Linked DNA regions of Mus musculus: regions 1 and 3 are each linked to region 2. The links are chromatin contacts, called in public promoter capture Hi-C maps. All regions are on one chromosome and are shown on one strand. The core of a region is the stretch at or near the end of the contact, and the rest is flanking DNA. Distances in the headings are between cores, read along the strand shown. Region 1 holds the start of Clcc1 (chloride channel CLIC-like 1). Region 2 holds the start of Gstm1 (glutathione S-transferase, mu 1). Region 3 holds the start of Tmem167b (transmembrane protein 167B).

Region 1 (2,890 bases), core at 353-2,852, 640 kb before region 2:
GAGCTGGGAAGTCAAAAAGGGGGGGGGGGGGGCTATGGAAGAAACCAAAACCACAATCAATTGGAAATTCAATCCCTCCTGTCAGAGGCCGGTGGTCATCTAAGACTAGAACTCTTTGAAAACAACAACACTTAGAACTGATCCCACACTTCCTCCAAAGTTGCAATCTGGACCTGCTTCGAGCTTATTTTAAAGACAAGTCTCTGAGATAGGGCCAGCCAGTGCTACATAGACTGACTCGGAAAAACAAAAACATCACAAAAATCTTCCTATGTTGCCTCAGTTTATGAAAAAAACCTGCGTTACTCTATGACTTGTCGGTGGACACCAGTTAGTTTGTATCATTTTCTCATTGCCTCAACTACAACACATGTACTCCAGTGCGCACAATAATAGTATATAAAAAAACATACTCATACAATAATAGAGGACATTTTGTTACTGAAACATATGCTCCTTTAATCCTTACAAAAACTCTTGGAAAGGGCACCACTGTCTCAATCCCAGAAAAAACGGGTAACATGCCCATGGCCTCTGAGCTCTGAGAGGTTCCTTGGAGGTTAGGGTTCAAAAGCGGGTGAGGAAACTCTGCTGGGTCTTATCACACAGGTGGGAAAACCAGAAAAGGGGCTTCTCACAGGGGCGGCCTCTGGCTTAGCTCTTAAGATGTGCAGGCTGATTGACAGCCACGAAATGGAAACCCTCAAGAAAGTCACTGATTTCAAAGAATCAGAGGTCTAACCAACCAGCCAAGCAGGACTAACCGGGTTAAGGGAAGTCAAATTCTCGGTTATCTTAGAAGCGGGAAGTCGCTATTTAGCTCACGCGTGTTCTTGTCCTTTCCTGGCAATTGAGGTTGTTTTTTTCTGTTTGTTTGTTTGTTTGTTTTTCGAAACGAGGTTTCTCGGTGTATCCTGGAAACGCTGTAGACCAGGCAGGCCTCGAACTCAGAGATCCGCCTGCCTTTGCCTCCGGAGTGCTGGGATTAAAGGGTGCCCACCGCCCACCAGACAATTTTCATTTCCAATATGTGCCCAGACAACGCTGAGAAGAGCACTTTTATAATCAGTATCATGGAGAAAACCTGACGTTTTGCACCTAATTATAAACCCACAGACTTACAGCATCAACTAACTTAATATACTCAAATTAAATTTGGAGTTTCATACCATTACTCCAACAAATCCAATATATATATATAATTTTTTGGCCGTCAGTATTTGTTGCAGATTCTGCCAAGGTTTCAGATAACACAAGCAAGGATGCTCTTGCCCCAGGGTGGGCCGCTCGGTATATTCGCAGGGTTAGCCGAGACAAGGGGAATGACTGGCGGGCGCTGTCTACCCGCGTAAGACGGAACAGGGAATCGCCACGGGCCCAGGCCCCGGCACCTCTCACGCTGCCGCGCCGCCTCCCACGCAGACCCGCGGGCCGCCCCGACACACCGAAGAGCGCCCACTCACGTCGAGGGTCCTGCCTGCTCTTTCAGAGGGACCCGGGCCAGCCCGGCCGCGGAAGACGCCGAGCCGCCTACCTCAAACACGGTGCACTCGGACTGGAGTCCCGAGCGGACTCATCGACTCGCTCGGCCCGCAGCTGTGCGGCCTTCCCGCGCGCGTTGCTGATTGGCTGCGCCGCGGGGGCGGAGGCGGGGGCGGGACCAGGCCGCGCTCCTCTGCTCTGAAGTAAGGGCTTTTCAATTACCCAACCACCAGTTCAGTTCAGACGGTCGTGGCTAAAGGAGCCAAGTACGTCTAAATAAGTAAATAAGTAATAAGTAAATAAGGAAAGAAAAGAAAGAAAGAAAGAAAGAAAGAAAGAAAGAAAGAAAGAAAGAAAGAAAGAAAGAAAGAAAGAAAGAAAGAAAGAAAGAAAGAAAGAAAAAGAGAGAGAGAGAGAGAGAGAGAGAGAGAGAAAGAAAGAGGGGGGAGGGAGGGAGAGAAGGAGAGAGAGAGAGATAGAGAGAGAGATCTACTTCGAACATAACTTTCTAAGTGGAAGATAATGGTTAACTAGTACTATATATAGTGAGGGAGGCAAATGGGAGTTTGGACGTAAGGTTTGTTTTGTGTTTATCTTCAACTTCTGGCTTTGCAGTTTCCAAAGTGTCCAAAGAGGAACCCCACCCCAGAAATGAATACAAAAACTAACTGGCAATGAGACACTGTTAGTATTTAATTTGGTATTCTTGGGTATACATACATCATTTACAACTTTTTAAGATTTGTAGTCGTTTTAGATTTATTTCATATGTATGAGTGCTTTGCTTCATATAGTATGTGTTCCACGTGCGTGTCTAGTACATACAGGGGTCAGAAGAGGGGGTTGGATCCCCCTAGATAGGAAGTCCCAGATAATTGTGGCACCAACACGTATTTTCTTTTTAATTCTGATTGTGTTTCTGCATATGAATGCAGTTGCCAGCAGAGGTCAGAGCTGCAGTTGCCAGCAGAGCATCAGGTACCTGAGATGCAGAGTTATCGGTGATCTTGAGCCACAAAACTCGGTTGCTGGAAACCGAACTTGAGTTCTTTTAACAGCTAAGCCACTTCTCCAGCCCCATTGCTACTGTGGCTGGTAGCCTTTCAGATGTAGATGATAAGATCCTACTGCTGTAGCAACCATGTGTGTACAGAAGTCAAGATGGAACTGGACTGAATGCTTACTCTGGAAGGTTAGCTTTCATAACATAAGGATGCCTTATGGAAGAAGTCACCAGCAGTCTTGCCCTGCTGTGACCTTGTATGTTACCCGGCTGCCCTCCCAGGCAAGATGTACCCACATTTGCAATAGTGGCAAACTGTTAAGTGGGTAGCCATCTTCTTTCCAGCTTGATTTGAGGCCCACTCCATAGGAGGGGATTCATGTCCGGCACAGTAGACCTGATCAA
Region 2 (2,798 bases), core at 36-2,535:
CCTCATTCATACTTGCAAAATATGTCCCTGTAGTTCCCACCAAACTGCTGCTAAAGCCCCAGTGACATGGTCACTTTTCGTGCATCCTCACCAAGACCTGCAGAACATGTGGTTTCTTTAATGTCCTAGGATGAGATGGCCTCTGCTTGCCCCCTGCAACCTCACTGCACAGCTCCTATGTGGGTGACATGATATGTTGCCTTCATACCCCGTAGTCCCAGTAAAGGATGATTTAATCCCAAAATGTACGTCCTGCAGAGCAACAGCCTTGGCCTTTGACTTGTAAACTCATTTTAGTCTCCCCTTCCATCAAGCCTCTTGGTTGTCTGCAAAAAAGAAAGTAAACAGGTAGGACAGTGTTCTTGGGAGGACATTGACCTTGTGAAGGTAATACTACAGGGCATATACTACTTGTGAAGGATATACTACTATATATCTCAGGGTAACCTGAAAGGTCATTTGAGCCACCCTGTCATATACAAACGCATGTCCGGAGCCTGGGCCAGGTCCTGCATTTAGGGACAGCTGAGGGTCTTGCTTTGGGCTCCCATGTGTACAGCATCCTGGTATCCCTTGAAAGCAAACTTCTTGGGTCACATGCTCTCCCTCTCTATGGCACAACCCAGCGTGGGCTCTTTTTCTCCCTTGTGCTCTGCTGGGTTTTGTCAGCTGACTGTTGTCCACAGCTGTGGCTTCCCTCAAACTTCCGGCCCCTCTGTGGTTGGTACTTGAATTTAGATTCATAAACACGGCCAAAATACAGATTAGTTTTTTAATAACTGATAACAGTTCTCAAACCCCCTAAAGGAAAATACGGAGCCCTGTTTATCTCTGCCTTGGGGTTGTTTCCATGTCACCGACTGTTCCTGTAACTTGAGGCTGTGTGCGCAAAAATCCGGTACCTGTCAGACTGACAGAGTTCTTTCCATGACGATAAGTGCTACATTAAACTCTCAGGTCGGGGGCTCTCGCCTTTTTGTCTTTAAGCTGAGAGTTGAGCCTCCCCAATGACAGATTCCCACAGTCTGGGTGTGAAAACCGAGCTCTGCAAAAGAAAGGAAGGCGGGAGAACACCCACCCAATGTTCTTTCGCTGTCTGGCCAGACTCCAGGCAAAGTGCTAGCTAGTCTAGGGAGCATCCAGCAGGCGGCGATGGCGGCAGTCGCTAAGAGGGTTTCGGGGGAAGCAGGAGAGCAGATTCTGTTTCAGCGTGTGCAAAACAGAATCCCGGGACAGAGGCCGCTAAGGATCTTAACCCCGCCTCTCCCGGAGAGGGTGTGGCCTCTGCCTTCCGCTTTAGGGTCTGCTGCTCTGGTTACAGACCTAGGAAGGGGAGTGCCTAATTGGGATTGGTGCAGGGTTGGGAGGGACCCGCTGTTTTGTCCTGCCCACGTTTCTCTAGTAGTCTGTATAAAGTCACAACTCCAAACACACAGGTCAGTCCTGCTGAAGCCAGTTTGAGAAGACCACAGCACCAGCACCATGCCTATGATACTGGGATACTGGAACGTCCGCGGAGTGAGAGAGGGGTCCACTTGGAGGGTGGGACTGGGATGTGAAGCAGAAAGTTCTTAAGAGCAGGAGCCCTTCCTACAGCGGGTACTCTTCAGCTCTCACTGGAATCTCCTGCCTGTAGCTCTCAGCGCTCAGTTTACGCACTTGGGTGGCTGTGTGTGTGTGCGTGCGCGCGCGCGTATGTGTGTGGTGTGCACATGCACGTGCGGGGTGACGGCGTTTGTGCAGTGTGGGAGGTCTCAACGGGTGAAGATGAAGTCATACAAAGAAGTCCCCACAATGTCTGACCTCTGTCTCTTCTGGTCATCTCTCCCAGCTGACACACCCGATCCGCATGCTCCTGGAATACACAGACTCAAGCTATGATGAGAAGAGATACACCATGGGTGACGGTAATGCCACCTTCCTGGTCAGACACCTGCTTCCCTCTTACCTATCAAACTATGCCTAGATTTCCCGTTATTTAGCCCTGCTGGTCTCCCTCTAGCTAAAGATAGAGGCTGCTGCTTCCAGAAACCTCTTTGAGAGTGCAGTTTGATTTTCCAATATAGATCATGGAGAATGGAGTTCCTTGGTCCATTTGTATTTATAATTCGACAGAATTCACTACTGGGGTCTTATTGGGTCCAGGCTGCCTTTATTATCAGTTGTTATTCAGACCCTTCTCCACATTGGAAAGTAACTCTCTGTAACAGGTTGCAGAGGCCCTGCCTTAGGGGTTCTTGCTACTGGTCGATAATCTGTAGAAGGGTGGGACAGTGGGGTAATGCCTTTTCACATCTTCTTGTTTACAGCTCCCGACTTTGACAGAAGCCAGTGGCTGAATGAGAAGTTCAAGCTGGGCCTGGACTTTCCCAATGTAGGTGCAGGGGAGGAGAGGTTTGGGGAAGACACGGTGATCTCACCTCATCTCCTGGCCTGGCTGAGGGTTTAGGATCAGTGTTTCTGCTCTCCTGCTCCATCCCTGCTGGCTGCACAGTGTTCTGTGATGGGCTGTGCCCCAGCTCTCTCATTCAGTGCACACTGTGCCCATGGAGGGCTTCCCATGGCAGGCACACTGTCAGGCCCTGTGTCTTCTCTCACCCAGAGAAAGGATTCAGGTACCCCATATCCCATCTGACCCTCCCTGCTTGTCCATCCAGCTGCCTTACTTGATCGATGGATCACACAAGATCACCCAGAGCAATGCCATCCTGCGCTACCTTGCCCGAAAGCACCACCTGGGTGAGTGGGGCTGGCCACAGGGTGGGAGATGGGGGATAATCTCCTCGGCTTGGCAAGGT
Region 3 (3,022 bases), core at 509-3,008, 540 kb before region 2:
TACTGAAGCTACCAGTTAGTACAATCCTGTCAAGGCTGACTCTAATTTAGGCATTAACCACAGTCAGCCAGGCACTTTAGTACAGATCTTTGCCTTCATCTCTAAGTGTGAGGAACAATTTTTATTATTATTTCTACAACAGGATCTCCTGGAACCAGAGGAACATATCGTTGTGAGCCATCACTTGGATGCTGGAAACCTAACGAAGGTCTTAACAAGAGAAGCAAATGCTGTCAACCACTAAGCCATCTCTGCAGTCCTGTCTTGCTTTGTGGAATGTCCTGTGTGTATACACACATATGTAATCCAAGTGATTATATTAGTGATTATGTTAGGGTTTTTCTATATATCTTTTGGTTTTTGATGCTGTAATTTCTTAATTTGAGTATATTTTTTTCAATGACTCTTTTTTTTCTTCTTCTGGTTTTTCAAGACAGGGTTTCTCTGTATAGCCCTAGCTGTCCTGGAACTCACTCTGTAGACCAGGCTGGCCTCGAACTCAGAAATCCGCCTGCCTCTGCCTCCCAAGTGCTGGGATTAAAGGCGTGTGCCATCACTGCCCGGCTCAAGTACTCTTTCCTACATCAAACACTGTGGCTACTCTACTAGTGGTTTCCTCCTCTTGACTGTCCATTCCAAGTCTTCTGACAGTTTTGTTCTAGGTAACCAGGCGGTTCACAGCCAGCAGATGGCACTGTAGCAGGAATGGACAGAATTCTTAGGTTTCTGAGTGCAGCACTTTCAGTCAGACTCTAGAAAAGCAGACCCAGCTGTCTATAATTGAAGGTCCCAGTTTACAAAGCAGAACCTAAAGCTTTGTTCCCTGCACGCCAGCCCACCATTAGACTGTCATCATCTAGTCAAAACATCTTCAGAGAAGCCAGGGTACATTTCTGAAGAGGTGAGGCCAGCATGACTTAAACTCTGCAGATAAAGGAAACTATCCTGGTAATTTAAGGAAAAGAAAGTCATTCTAACAAACAGGAAGCTGTCTGAATGCTTCTGACAACCGAAAGCTTTAGGATCGGAAGCATGTGGCTTTTGTTATAGTTTCTTATTCCGTTTACGAAAGTCAGAGGCAGCTTGGCTAGATTTCCGCAAGAAGCCACCTAACAAGGGCTGTCCCAGGAGTCCGAGCAACTACTGTGGTATCCCCCTCAGCACTCAAACTCTCGTCGGGTTTCAGATATTACAGCACATATTACTGCTGCAGAGCATAGAAGCAAAACAAACAAACAAAACAAAACAAAACAAACAAGCCGTGTCCCCAAGAACGGTCCAACTATCCTGACAGTGGTGACGTTTTCAGCTTGGTATGGTAAGATACAGTGACCCTGCTGTAGTATACACACGTGCGCCACCTTACGTGCAATTGCTTCGCATTATAGCCTGGTTCCCAAGTGTTTTCTCTTGGAACTGTACCTGATTTCACTACCAGTTGTCACCTAAATAAGTTGGAGGAAACGGGATGGCTTTCTTTTGTTTCTTGGTCATGAATCACTGGAACCCTAAGTTTTGTTCTCAAGTAGATACAACGGGGAACGACATGTTCTGGCACACTGAACATGTGTCACAGAGCAATCCCTACAGCCTTTATTTTTCAAACACACTGTCTGGGTCCAGTCGGTCTAATTAGACAGGAGCAAGCAGGCGGACTTCCGGTTGCCATGACCACAAAGGAAGCCTCGCCCAACACGCTCTCCTCCCACTACGTAGGGACGCAGACGCTACGCAGGCAGGGCGAGGCTTTGGCTCGACGATCAGCTAATTATGCCTGATTGAGTTCGGCGTTTCTCTCGCTCGGCTCTCGCGCTTGCGTACTACGGCTCGTTCCCCGTCACCACGGCCCGGATCGGGAAGTGTCAAGTGGGAGCCGGGTTCCCCCGCATTTGCAGCCGCCACAGCTGAACCCGGACCCCTCACCCCAGCCGGGCACTACCGCCATGACGAACGGTGAGAGCTGGGGGCCCGAGCGGAGGGTGGCGGTAGAGGACTGGGACCAAACGTGGCGGGCGGGGCTAGACTGACGTGGCCGTTCCCCCCGCCCCCTCCCAGCCCGGCCCCCCTGGACCTTGGGGAGCCCCTAACTCCTGTCTGGGATGCTCCTTGCAGTTTCTCTTTTCTCAAGCCCATCAAGGTACCCTAGTGCCACACCTGACTTTTCGTTATCACCCTTTACTCTCTTTTCTTTCCTAGAAGTTGGTTCTGGCCGCTGGGGAGGTCGTTCACTATAGAATTATGTTGTTAGTCCCCAGGGGAGAGAAGCTGTTATCCAGTTCCCTAAGGTCTCATACTTTCTGACAGTAAGCTGGTTGAAAGGACTTAGTAATGGTATCAAATCCCACCGTTTGCGGGGGAGGTGATTGTAGACAACCCCCAAAGTTTTTTGTTTGTTTGTTTATTTTGTTAATTTAAAAGACACCAAAAAAAGCCTTCATTCGTTTGACTAAAGTCCTAGTTGGGTGGCTCCATCTGGAGCTTCTGGCTAATACCGCAAAGGGTGGATTTAGAAGCCGCCTTTTATTAGTGATGGAGCACTTGTAATTTTTCCAGATTGCTTCAAACAATTTTATAGTCATGATTTTCAGGTTCTAGAGCATGAATTAAGACCTTTATAGTCAGTCTTACAGGAACGGAAATAAGAAAGCCTTTTCTAGGTACTATGATTGGAGAGGCTCGGGAAAGTATTTCTCATAGACTTCCATAGACGTGACACTGAAGACTGAAATGTCATTTCCTTGTGAATTTTGGCATTGTCTCTTAACTTATAGGAGTAAAAGAGCAAGACATAAAGGCATCCATAGAAACTGTCTGTGAGCTGACTGATATACTGGAACTAGCTGTGAAATAGTTTCACTGGAAGAAGTCAGTATAGTCCAGAACTGGCGGGAACCGACAAAGACCCTGATTGTATATAATATCCATTTGAAGCTTTCTGGGTAGTCAGTCTTACCATAGTACACAAAGTTAAAGAAGGAACGGAGGAAGACATAGTGTAAACTAGGAAATAAAATATTCTGGC

What was found. Promoter capture Hi-C pulls out the DNA fragments that hold promoters and counts their contacts.
Region 1: a contact with region 2 is called in a promoter capture Hi-C map of liver, with 2.0 times the contacts expected there. The contact joins the promoter of Clcc1 here to the promoter of Gstm1 in region 2. A contact is called at or near these places in 1 of 39 promoter capture datasets (liver) and 2 of 115 datasets of contacts at active chromatin or transcription factors (bone marrow-derived macrophages and pancreatic cancer cells).
Region 3: a promoter capture Hi-C map of liver shows a contact between it and region 2, with 2.2 times the contacts expected there. The contact joins the promoter of Tmem167b here to the promoter of Gstm1 in region 2. A contact is called at or near these places in 2 of 39 promoter capture datasets (the 3T3-L1 cell line and liver) and 1 of 115 datasets of contacts at active chromatin or transcription factors (pancreatic cancer cells).

What each region holds. Positions count from the first base shown.
Region 1 is chr3:108,652,625-108,655,514 of GRCm38.p6, reverse strand. Clcc1 (chloride channel CLIC-like 1) reads right to left here and starts at 1,602. Exons shown (of 12, transcript NM_145543.2): 1 at 1,535-1,602.
Region 2 is chr3:108,016,460-108,019,257 of GRCm38.p6, reverse strand. It overlaps Gstm1 (glutathione S-transferase, mu 1), which reads left to right and starts at 1,285. Exons shown (of 8, transcript NM_010358.5): 1 at 1,285-1,518; 2 at 1,832-1,907; 3 at 2,310-2,374; 4 at 2,658-2,739. The coding sequence starts at 1,483.
Region 3 is chr3:108,561,202-108,564,223 of GRCm38.p6, reverse strand. It overlaps Tmem167b (transmembrane protein 167B), which reads left to right and starts at 1,758. Exons shown (of 3, transcript NM_026198.2): 1 at 1,758-1,953. The coding sequence starts at 1,944.